Regions from separate parts of the Mus musculus genome. Here regions 1 and 2 are each linked to region 3. A link is a contact called in public Hi-C and HiChIP or PLAC-seq data. All regions are on one chromosome and are shown on one strand. Each heading gives the region's core, a stretch centred on a gene start, on an enhancer-like site or on the middle of the called end of the contact. The rest is flanking DNA. Distances are from core to core; before and after follow the strand shown. Region 1 has its middle 27 kb from the start of Gm39129. Region 2 has its middle 7.4 kb from the start of Gm15418. Region 3 has its middle 18 kb from the start of 3930402G23Rik.

The links. A called contact is a pair of places that touch in the nucleus more often than the background predicts. HiChIP or PLAC-seq counts read pairs in DNA pulled down with a chosen protein or histone mark.
Region 1: an H3K4me3 HiChIP or PLAC-seq map of bone marrow-derived macrophages shows a contact between it and region 3, with 4 times the contacts expected there. The contact joins two enhancer-like sites. A contact is called at or near these places in 2 of 115 datasets of contacts at active chromatin or transcription factors (bone marrow-derived macrophages and embryonic basal ganglia).
Region 2: a Hi-C map of bone marrow-derived macrophages shows a contact between it and region 3, with 3 times the contacts expected there. The contact joins two enhancer-like sites. A contact is called at or near these places in 8 of 39 promoter capture datasets (the 3T3-L1 cell line, 3T3-L1-derived adipocytes, the HPC-7 cell line and 5 more), 6 of 484 Hi-C or Micro-C datasets (the AML12 cell line, the HL-1 cell line, bone marrow-derived macrophages and 2 more) and 2 of 115 datasets of contacts at active chromatin or transcription factors (embryonic limb bud and stem cell-derived neural progenitor cells).

What each region holds. Positions count from the first base shown.
Region 1 is chr8:10,709,776-10,713,152 of GRCm38.p6, reverse strand. No RefSeq gene overlaps it. Among named protein-coding and RNA genes, the nearest start is that of Gm39129, 27 kb to the left of the region's middle. Within about 2 kb of position 1,457, at least 8 of the 459 cell types and tissues checked have an H3K27ac peak or open chromatin away from gene starts, as enhancers often do. A contact at or near this core is called in bone marrow-derived macrophages, where this site is marked.
Region 2 is chr8:11,178,641-11,181,932 of GRCm38.p6, reverse strand. No RefSeq gene overlaps it. Among named protein-coding and RNA genes, the nearest start is that of Gm15418, 7.4 kb to the left of the region's middle. Within about 2 kb of position 1,377, at least 25 of the 459 cell types and tissues checked have an H3K27ac peak or open chromatin away from gene starts, as enhancers often do. A contact at or near this core is called in bone marrow-derived macrophages, where this site is marked.
Region 3 is chr8:10,944,553-10,947,774 of GRCm38.p6, reverse strand. No RefSeq gene overlaps it. Among named protein-coding and RNA genes, the nearest start is that of 3930402G23Rik, 18 kb to the right of the region's middle. Within about 2 kb of position 1,699, at least 301 of the 459 cell types and tissues checked have an H3K27ac peak or open chromatin away from gene starts, as enhancers often do. A contact at or near this core is called in bone marrow-derived macrophages, where this site is marked.

The DNA of each region.
Region 1 (3,377 bases), core at 208-2,707, 230 kb after region 3:
CCTTCCTTCCTTTTCCTTCCTTCCTTCCTCCCTTCCTTCCTTCCTTCCTTCCTTCCTTCCTTCCTTCCTCCCTCCCTCCCTCCCTTTCTTCCTTCCTTCCTTTTCCTCCCTTCCTTCCTTCCTTCCTTCCTTCCTTCCTTCCTTCCTTCCTTCCTCCCTCCCTCCCTCCCTCCCTCCCTCACTCTCTCTTTCTTTCTTCCCCTTCCTTCCTTCCTTCCTTCCTTCCTTCCTTCCTTTCTTTCTTTCTTTCTTTCTTTCTTTCTTTCTTTCTTTCTTTCTTTCTTTCTTTCTTTCTTTTTCTCTCTCTCGCTCTGCCCTGCTCACTCTGGCCCCACTCACTCTGGCCCCTGCTTGCTCCCGCCCCCAGAAGAATTTTCTAGTCAAGTAAACAAGGTGGTTATGTCAGCTGCCACCTGCCTGCAATAGCAATTAAAAGTCATAGAGACCTTGGCAAAGCTGGACATTTCTCCATTTGCACTCGTCATTTAAAACCTCTGTCATGTGAATTTGGCCAGTTTATAAGGAAATGAACATTTTTAGTTTAGAAGTTGCTTTAAAGCATAAGAAACCTTCTGAGACACAAAACGGTGATACCAGCTGCTGGCAAGCTGACTACCTCAGCCCTTCTGACCTACAAAAGGGAGGGTATTAACCACAGTAGCGGGGGAGTAAAAAAAAAACTTAATCACTATTAATGAGATTCATTATAATATAGAGTCTCCCCACAATGAATTTTAAATGTCCCTTGTCCATTTCTCTATCAACATGACACAAAAGGAAACATCTGCTCCGTGGTGGCCATGGGGCTGCATTCTGATTAGCTGATATGGGTAATCTATCCATTATCGCGCCTGTCATGTTGATGGGCAAAGGATCAATTTTAGTCTGCTATCAATCTTCTACCCAAAGCTCAAAGCTGGGGTGTCTGTGTGGTGTGCTTTTAAAATCACATATTAAAATTAATACCCAGAAATTCAACCTTGCCCACTTGGTTCTTTGCCTTTCTACTTTTTCTTATTTATACGGATAGAAATCAACCTTGTTGTTTACTATTTGATGGGATGAAATCCTAGGCTAGTGCATTTTAAGGAAGAAATTGAGTTATTTGTGAACAACATAAGGTTTAATAAGTCCTTCCTGGAAGTTTCTGCCTTGAGCAGCACTCTATGCTAGAAACGGAAGGCGAGTGGCTGGCCTATGGAGTTTCAGTGTTCTGGTAGACACGTTTAAAACAAGAGAAAAAGAACATATAAAATCAATACTAATAGTATTTTCTACTAAAGCCAATACTTTAAAACATCATTAAGTCAGATAACCAGCATAAATATTGTAAACGGCCTGGTTTCCCTCCCTTTGTGTGTCTCTCTCATTCTACTGTCTCCCCTCTTCTACTCACAGCCCAAGAACCAGACAGACAGACGCAGCCCTGGCTTCCACACCAGAGGCGCTAGGCTGCAGGAAACACTCTTCTGCTACTCTCACTTGAGGAACTACAAAGCAACGATCCAAGGTAAAACAAAACGAACCCCAGCTGCAGAGCTCTTCTCCGTAAACGCCTTAGCTTCTGCACACCACAGCTTCAGCTCTGTCAGGCACTGTCTTACCAGCTGGGAGCCTCAATTTATTCTAAAGGTTGAGTGATTTGTCATTAAAACTATGATTTTTTTTTTTAAGGATTGACTTAGGTCAGCCCACCGAGGATGCACTTTGCTGGTTCAAATGACTTGAGCTCTTTAGAAATGTGTGCCCAAAAGCTTCTGTTGATAGAAATCAATCAATATCTGCTCCATGTAGAGGGAATTCACAGTCTTCGTTTCTCTTTTGCTTGTAGAAACTGAAGAACGGGGAAGGAAATGAAGCTTTCTCCACACTCCCTTTAGTTAGGCAATCATCTGGAAATATATTCGTTTTTTAATTCAATGATGTCACTAGATCAGGAAAAGCACATTCTATGAGCTCATGTTCCCACTTTAGTCTAGGGTAGGTTTTAGCATTCCTAAGCAGACTGCAAAGGCCACTGTACTCAAGATTACCTGACGGTTATACCACATCATTTCTTGTCAGTGACTGCCAACTATTTACAGAACCAAAGGGATACGAGTCTTCAATCAGTTTCTATAGAGTTTGGCGTTGCACATATTGTGTGATATCCCAAGCTCAATGTGGGTCAAGAGGGGTCAAATCTAAATAGGTGACCACCAACCTCTGGGTGTAAGGGGTATGGAGAACTTTACTTATCAGAGAATGGCTGTGCCCTGTCAGTACTAGACAATCCTGGGACGAAACTGGCTTTGCCTACTGAGCCCTTGTGGGGAGAGGAGGACTGTTGGAAGAAATGTAAGTGAATTATGGGCAGTATTTGGTAATCTTAAGAGGGAGAGAGTGTCGTGAAAGAAATGAGACAAATGCAGCTGAAAGCAGACGAAGGTGAAGGACAATTGGCCATAGTTCTGATAAGAAGACAAACCCTGAAAATCAGTGGGGTTTGGTTTTGTAAGATGCAGGCTCCTAGACACTGAAGGACAGGTCATCCAGAGACTGCCCCACCTGGGGATCCATCCCATATACAGTCACCAAACCCAGACACTATTGTGGATGCCAAGAAGTGCTTGCTGACAGGAGTCTGATATAGCTGTCTCCCGAGAAGCTCTGCCAGAGCCTGACAAACACAGAGGTGAATGTTGGCAGCCAACCATTGGACTGAGTTTGGGGACCACAGTGAAGGAGTTGGAGAAAGGAATGAAGGAGCTGAAGGGATTTGCAACTCCACAGGAAGAACAGCAAAATCAACCAACCTGACACCCCAGATCTCCCAGGGACAAAACCACCAACCAAAAAATACACATGGAGGGACCCATGGCTCCAGCTGTATATGAGGCAGAGAATAGACTTGTTGGGCATCAATGGGAGAAGGGGCCCTTGGTCTTGTGAAGGTTCCATGCCCCAGTGTAAGGGAACACCAGGGAGGGGAGGCAGGAGTGGGTGGTTGGGTTGGGGGAACAACATTATAGAAGCAGGGGGAGGGGGATGGGATGGGAGTTTCTGGAGGAGAAACCAGGAAAGGGGATAACATTTGAAATGTAAATGAAGAAAATATCCAATAAAAGAAAAGAAAAATGACAATACTAAAAATAAGTTGTTTAAAAAAAAAAAAGTGCAGGCTCCTGGGGAACTCAAACTGGTCCCAAGATACAACAAACTGGTCCCAAAAGAGTGTGCCTTTCTTTTTTTGCTATGATCCATGCCAGAAGAATAAGCACAGGGAAGAGAGAGACGGACAAGAGCTGAGCATCTCTCCCCATGTTGCTTCTTTACAACAATGTTTTATTTGCATCTATCTGGGAAATCCAGACGTTCTAGATAAATATTGTGCAACC
Region 2 (3,292 bases), core at 128-2,627, 230 kb before region 3:
CCAAACAGGCACAAGGTCTGAGTTTCGGGGCTTTGACTTATCTAATCTTTTGGGTCACTCCATTCAATCACCACAGGACACTGCTTAGCCAGAAGCTCCACCCAAGGTGTCTTTCCCATAAGATTTCTGGTCATAGTTCATGTTAGGCCAGGTTTATTTTACCAAGAGGGTTATTACAGTGTCAGTGCTTTGGTCCAAAGACACAGGCACGGTTGCTTTTACTGTTAGGAAGTGCGATTTCAAATGTCCCTGAGCTGATTTTTGTCTGGCAGGAAATGCACCTGACTGGTGGTGTGTTTCTTTGTTGATGGTTTCTTTTCTGGAGGAAGGTGGTTAGAAAACCACAGTGGGCTTTGAGACATCTTGGGGTTGAGCACGACATAAGCCTAGGTTATAATTAGACTATCCTCTGCCATAGATTTCCTAAAAATGGCCTCCCAGCTCCTTAGAATGCGCAGCCTCTTAAATAATGGTCCTATTTGTTATTCATAATGGGACAGCCCGGCAATTGCCTTTTATTTAAGCGAAAGGTCAAGAGGTTTTGATTTAAACAGGGGTTGAATCAAAGGTGGCACATCTATATGAAAGATGGAAGGCAGGCATGTGGGCCCTGACTGCACGCTGTGACTGCTGCATTGTCTGTGGAAACTGAGGGGGGGGGGGGACAGTCCAGCCCACACTTTACATGCATGTTCATTGTTGCAGAAAGTCAGTCTATGTCTTGGCAAGTTCATTTCCTTACAAGAGGCCGTGTCTTCCGGCAAGAATGGGTCAGGTGTCAGGGGAGAGAGGGCTCCCATCCTAATGTCTGCTGGTAGGGAGAACAGAACACTGGAAGCCATGGTACTTTGCAGCTGAGACACACTGGTCTGATTATCTAGAAGGAATTGGTGGCTATTCATCCTCTGAAAGGCAGCCATTTAGCCTTCTTGTTGTAACGACCTTGAGGAGTCGCCATCTCACAGAATGGCCCCTTCTCACAGTGTAGGGGATTGCATGCTCACACCACTCTCCGTGGGAGCTGGACCGGATTCCACTGCACTTAGCTTCAGTAAGCAGCTTGGATTTCTTCTGACTGTACTTCGTAAGGCTATGAGTGACTCGGACCTCCATGTTGGTAAGGGAAGGGAGGTCTCACTCAGGTCTAGCTGTCAGGTGCCTGCTGCATCTCACCTCATTTAATTCCTACAAGCATGAAAAGTGACCATGTCCACTAAGGTGCTTCTGCTGAGAGGTGAAGCGATGTCCCTGGGTGCTCAGGATGAGACACTGTGCTTTGTCAGTGGCCACGGGAGCATTTCCGAGACTGGGACTCTCCTGTTGTGCTTGCTGGCCTCTGCTCATCTTCTCTTCCTCACTCTGAGATAAGCAGGGCTGGACTTCCTCTCTGTTACTTTGTTACTGGGCAGGAACTCGTTTAAAAAACTTCCTGCACCGGCCCATCTCCCAGCTCAGGGTCTCCACCATTGGTTCCAAGCTGATTCTGTACATCCCAGCTCCTGGAGGATGTTGGGAGCTGTCTGTGTTCTGACTGATGGACCAAGATTCAGAAAGACAGACTCTGGCCCTGACGAATCCACCCACAGTTTTAGGGCTACCAAGACTGATCAGATAACTGCATTCCTTGGAGCGATACCTATGAATATGTTGCGGTCTTCTTGCAAGACAAAAGGGTGTCCTGTTAGGTTTCTGTTGTCATATGGCTCTCTGGATGGACACAGTGTTCTGGGGAAGACTGTATCTGGGCGGGGAGTCCTGGAAAATTAGGTTCCCTCCAAGAGAGAGGCTGAAGAGCTGTCCAGCTACAGGAAATGCTACTTCCTGTGTGCAGTGCCTCTTGTTCCCTGGGTGGTAGTGTGGTTGGCGGTGGGAGCTTATCTGGAAAAATGGGAAATGAAAGCCAGACTGTTGGTCTAGCTTTGACCTCTGCATGTGAACAGGAGTCCCAGCCATGACTGGCCTGAGCATGTCACTCATTGCCAGCCTAAAAGGCCTTGCTGGTGTTAACTGGAGAGCAGAAAGAAAGAAAACCAAATATTAGCGCTCCCATATAACTTTTGTTGTGATGTATCTTAGTCAGAGTTTCTATTACTGCATAAAACATCATGGCCAAGAAGCAAGTTGGGGAGGAAAGGGTTTATTCAGTTTACACTTCCATGTTGCTGTTCATCACCAAGGAAGTCAGGACTGGAACTCACACAGGCCAGGAACCTGGAGGCACGAATGGAGGCAGAAGCCATGGAGGAATGCTGCTTATTGGCTTGCTTCCCCTGGCTTGCTCAGCTTGCTTTCTTATAGAACCCAAGACTACCAGCCCAGGGGTTGAACCTCCCACAATGGGCCCTCTCCCCCTTGATCACTAATTTAGAAAATGCCTTACAGCTGGATCTCATGGAGGCTCCTTTCTCTGTGATAGGAACAGCTCGTGTGAAATTGACACACATGATGTCTGTGCTAAGTAGTCAAAGTGACTAAGCAGAAGAAGTCAGCGAAGACTTGGGGCTGACTGTGATTCTGGCTGAGGTAGTAGCTGCCATCTTTGTTTGCAGGGACATGGTAAATCATTTTTATTGAAGGATTTCTTTGGATCATGAGGACTGTTCTAGATCATGGTTAGATCCGAGAGAGAGAGACTATGATCATGTATCCGTCGATGACCCCAAACTTTTGCTTGTAGGTTCAAGAACAAGGCTTGTCCAGCTTACATGGGACCTGGGCACACATCTGGAGAAGACAGCTGTCTTTATACTTCCTAGGTTTGTAAAGTTGGATAGTGGGGCACTGTGAAGATACGCACAGTGATAGCATGGGTGGCCAACACTGCAGTCTTTAGTGTGAAGGAAACTCAGTTTTATCCTCCCATCACTGTTGTAGTGAGGGGACTCTAGCAGGTTAATTATGGCTACAGTAGCCAGGGATGTTCTGGTTTTATTCTGATGAAACACAAGCATGCATAGTCATGTCTTCGTGTGTGTGTGTGTGTGTGTGTGTGTGGTCCTCCCATTGCAGAGAGCTGAGGATCTGGTATGCTGCTTCAAGAGTTTACATCCTCTCTGGCTGCATGTACACAGAACCCACCAAGCCCCGATATCCAGGAACTTAGGGGCACTAAGTATCTCCTTTCACCTTTCTTGCTCCTTTGACCTTTGTCAGAAAAGCAGAGGCCTCATGTCCCACAGGTCATTGGAGAATGTTTTGTGGAGAAGAACAAAGTAAAGACCAGCTAACCCAGCCTTTGAGCTTAGGCTCCTGCAACTTCCACTTTAAAACGTAAAGTGTTTAAGGCGTTTCT
Region 3 (3,222 bases), core at 450-2,949:
TTGGAGCCTCATGTTTCTGCCTTTCTCACAGAGGTAATGTAATCCCCCAACTTCTTCTTTGTAACTTATTTTATTTTACTTTATTATTTTCGTTTTTCTAGACCTGGTTTCTCCCATGTAGCCTTGGCTGTCATGGAACTCACGCTGAAGACCAGGCTGTCCTCAAACTTATCTGCCTGCCCCTGCCTCCTGCGTGCTGGTATTAATTTAATTGATAATCCTTGTTTAAAACAAAAAGAGTTGGGAGGCAGAGACAGTCGGATTTCTGAGTTAGAGGCCAGCCTGGTCCACAAAGTGAGTTCCAGGACAGCCAGGGCTATGCAGAGAAACCCTGTCTCGAAAAACAAACAAACAAACAAACCCCCCAAAAAAACCAACCAACCAACCAACCAAAAGACAAAAAAGAGAGGGCGGAGCATCTCTCTTTGCACTGAGGCTCGATGTTTTACATTCTTAAGTTTATGTCTTAAGAATAAACCCCCTCCCCCTCCAGATCCCCTTCTACTGCACAGCTGGCTTCAGCTGAATGAGGTTACTTAGTTGTTTAGCTGCTATTGTTTTAAGGCGGTGTGTGTGTGTGTGTGTGTGTGTGTGTGTGTGTGTGTGTGTGTGTGTGTGTTAGGGGGTGGCCCCTCCTTGTCAGCCCATGCTCATGAAGCCTGGAACCAGGGCAAGGAGTTAATCTGTGCGCGAACTCCCTGCTATTTGTGGCGCAGTGGCCCAAGGCAGGAGTTTGAGACTTGTTCTACATATCATAGGGGCTCCACAGAGAAACCCCTGCCTGAAAATATCGAGAGAGAGAGAGAGAGAGAGAGAGAGAGAGAGAGAGAGAGAGAGAGAGAGAGAGAGAGAGCGCTCTGCGAATCTCCCTGACCCTCAGGGACCACACAGGTGCGACCCTTTTGGCTTTCCAGTCCTGGCTGAACTTCAGCCTGCCTGCCTTTACTCATCTGTTTGATCCTCTAACCATCCCCATCAACCGTGGTATCTGATCTGTCCTTTGCTGACCCTCTTGCTACGCGTCAGAGGACTTTTTTTTTCCCTATTCCTTTGTCTGATTCGTTTTGCTTTTAAACGTAGGTTTTTTACTATTGTTGGCCACAGAGGAGGAGGCCACTCTTCTGGGCTGCCCGGTGCCAGAGAAGTTTTATTTTGCTCGCTCCCCTTGGCTTTTGCTGTTTTCCCTTCTTCTTTCTCGTTCCTTCTCCTCCCCCTTCCCTGCCTGTAGCTGCAATTTCTTTATGGGTGCAATTTCCTCAGCTATCTCTCTGGCTCAAATGGGGTGTTTGATTTTTATTTGTTTCCTCCAGGGCCGGCCCTTTCACTTGCTGCTCGCAGTCACTATCAGCTTGGCGAGTTCCTCTGTCTGGGATGGCCTTTGCTTCGGTTTTTATGAATGGAGGGCCGGGCTGCTTTGCGCAGGGCTGGTGCCGGTTCTCTGCCGCGCGTACACATCTGTTTCCTGTGCAGCCTCTTCCTTGAATGGCAACTGCTGCTGTTCCGCAGTGGGCGAGGCAGCAGGAAGGCCTGGGCCACCTCCCCACGCCTGCCTGGGCCAGCTGCCAAGACAGGGAGGGTTTTCCCTGGAGCTGATAAGTGCATTACGGAGACTTCCTGGCTTTCTTGGTTCAGGGCGGCCTCGTGGCCTCAGTAAAGGTTCACAAGAACCCAGGCCAAGAGAGAGCTTCCTCCCTGTGCTGTGCAGATGCAGTTAGCAGCAACTCCCCGCAGCCACCTTGTGATTGGTGGTTTAGCTGCTGTCGGCAGAACCCATTCATGAAAACAGAAAGGGAACAGGTTTTTTTTTTTTTTTCATCTCTAAATCTCTGAAACTCCTGCTTACTGAGGGCGTTTTGTGTGCTGGCTTCTTAAGCTTTATGGTTTGGAACTGAAATGTCCCTCAGGCTCAGCTGCCAGCTGATTTGGGGGAGATGACTGGATCTTCAGGGCTGTGACCTCACTGGTGGCCTCATAGCTTGGTGGCATTGCTGAGAGGCCATGGAAAGGAGGTGGGTTCTTCTTGGAGGGAATGGGTCTCTCTCTTGTCTCTGGCCCTCTCTCCCTGTTCGCTGGCCACCATGGGCTGGGCAGCTCTACCCTGCCCCACACTCCTGTCATGATGTTCAGTCTAGGAGTGACAGAGCCTAGGGACCATAGACTGAAACCACAAGAAAGTAAATTCAGTCCTTCTTTGTCATTCCCCACCCCGTGTGTGTGTGTATGTGTATGTGTGTGTGTGTGTGTGTGTGTTTGTGTGTGTGTGTGTGCTTGCATTACATGTGCACACGTAGAAGCTGGAGATTGATGCTGCAGTTCATCCTTGATCATCTTGTTATCTTTTTCATTGAAGGCAGAGTCTCTCAATCAAACCCAGAGCCTGCACATATGTCTGCCATTGGGAGCCAGCTTGCTCTGGCTATTCTGTGCATCAGCCTCCCCAGGCTGGGCTTACAGCAGGCCACCACACCTCTCTGTCATTCTCTGGGAACCTGAATTGCATTCCACTCCTGTGGCACACATACTTTAGTCCCTAAGCCACCCTCTGCAGCCCCAAACTTCTCCTTCTTCCGTTCTGTGCATCAGGCATTTTGTCACAGTAAAGAAAAGTGATTACCACCCTGGGGATTGGATTGGACCCCCTTGCCGGCGTCTTCTATCCACACTGTTTTCCTCATGATCTGCACTATTTAATTATGGCAACTGCTAAAAATTTGCTTTGCCAAGATAGAGCCTCATGGGCAGGATGCAGGACACCCCAGTATCAGTGACTGGTGGACCCAGGGCATCACTCCAAGTGAGTAGAGCTGTCTAAGAACAATGTGTTTCCCTGGAGACACATGGCTGCCCTGGGTGCACAGCAGCGCCCAGGGAGGTTGTTTGTTTGTTTGTGGGAGTTACCCCAAGCATGCAGCATGAAGCACACCCATCTCTGTGTCTGGTTCTTCTTCTTGAGCTGAAGTGAAGGCCTACTCTCTTTACAGTGAGCTTGCAACCCCACTGAGGAGTTCATCTCAATCAAGAAACAGAATCTGGACTTCATCTTGGGAAGAGCTTCTCAGAGCTTCCACTCCATAGCCCCTCCCACTTTCTTTTATATATTTTTCTTAGAAAGCAAATCTGGAAAATAAGTAAAATGGCATCGTCTGCTCGGAATCCCTGTTACTTTCTGGACTCTCATTGTTGGGGGCGTTAATCAAGTTAATTCGTAGCATTTTTTTGATG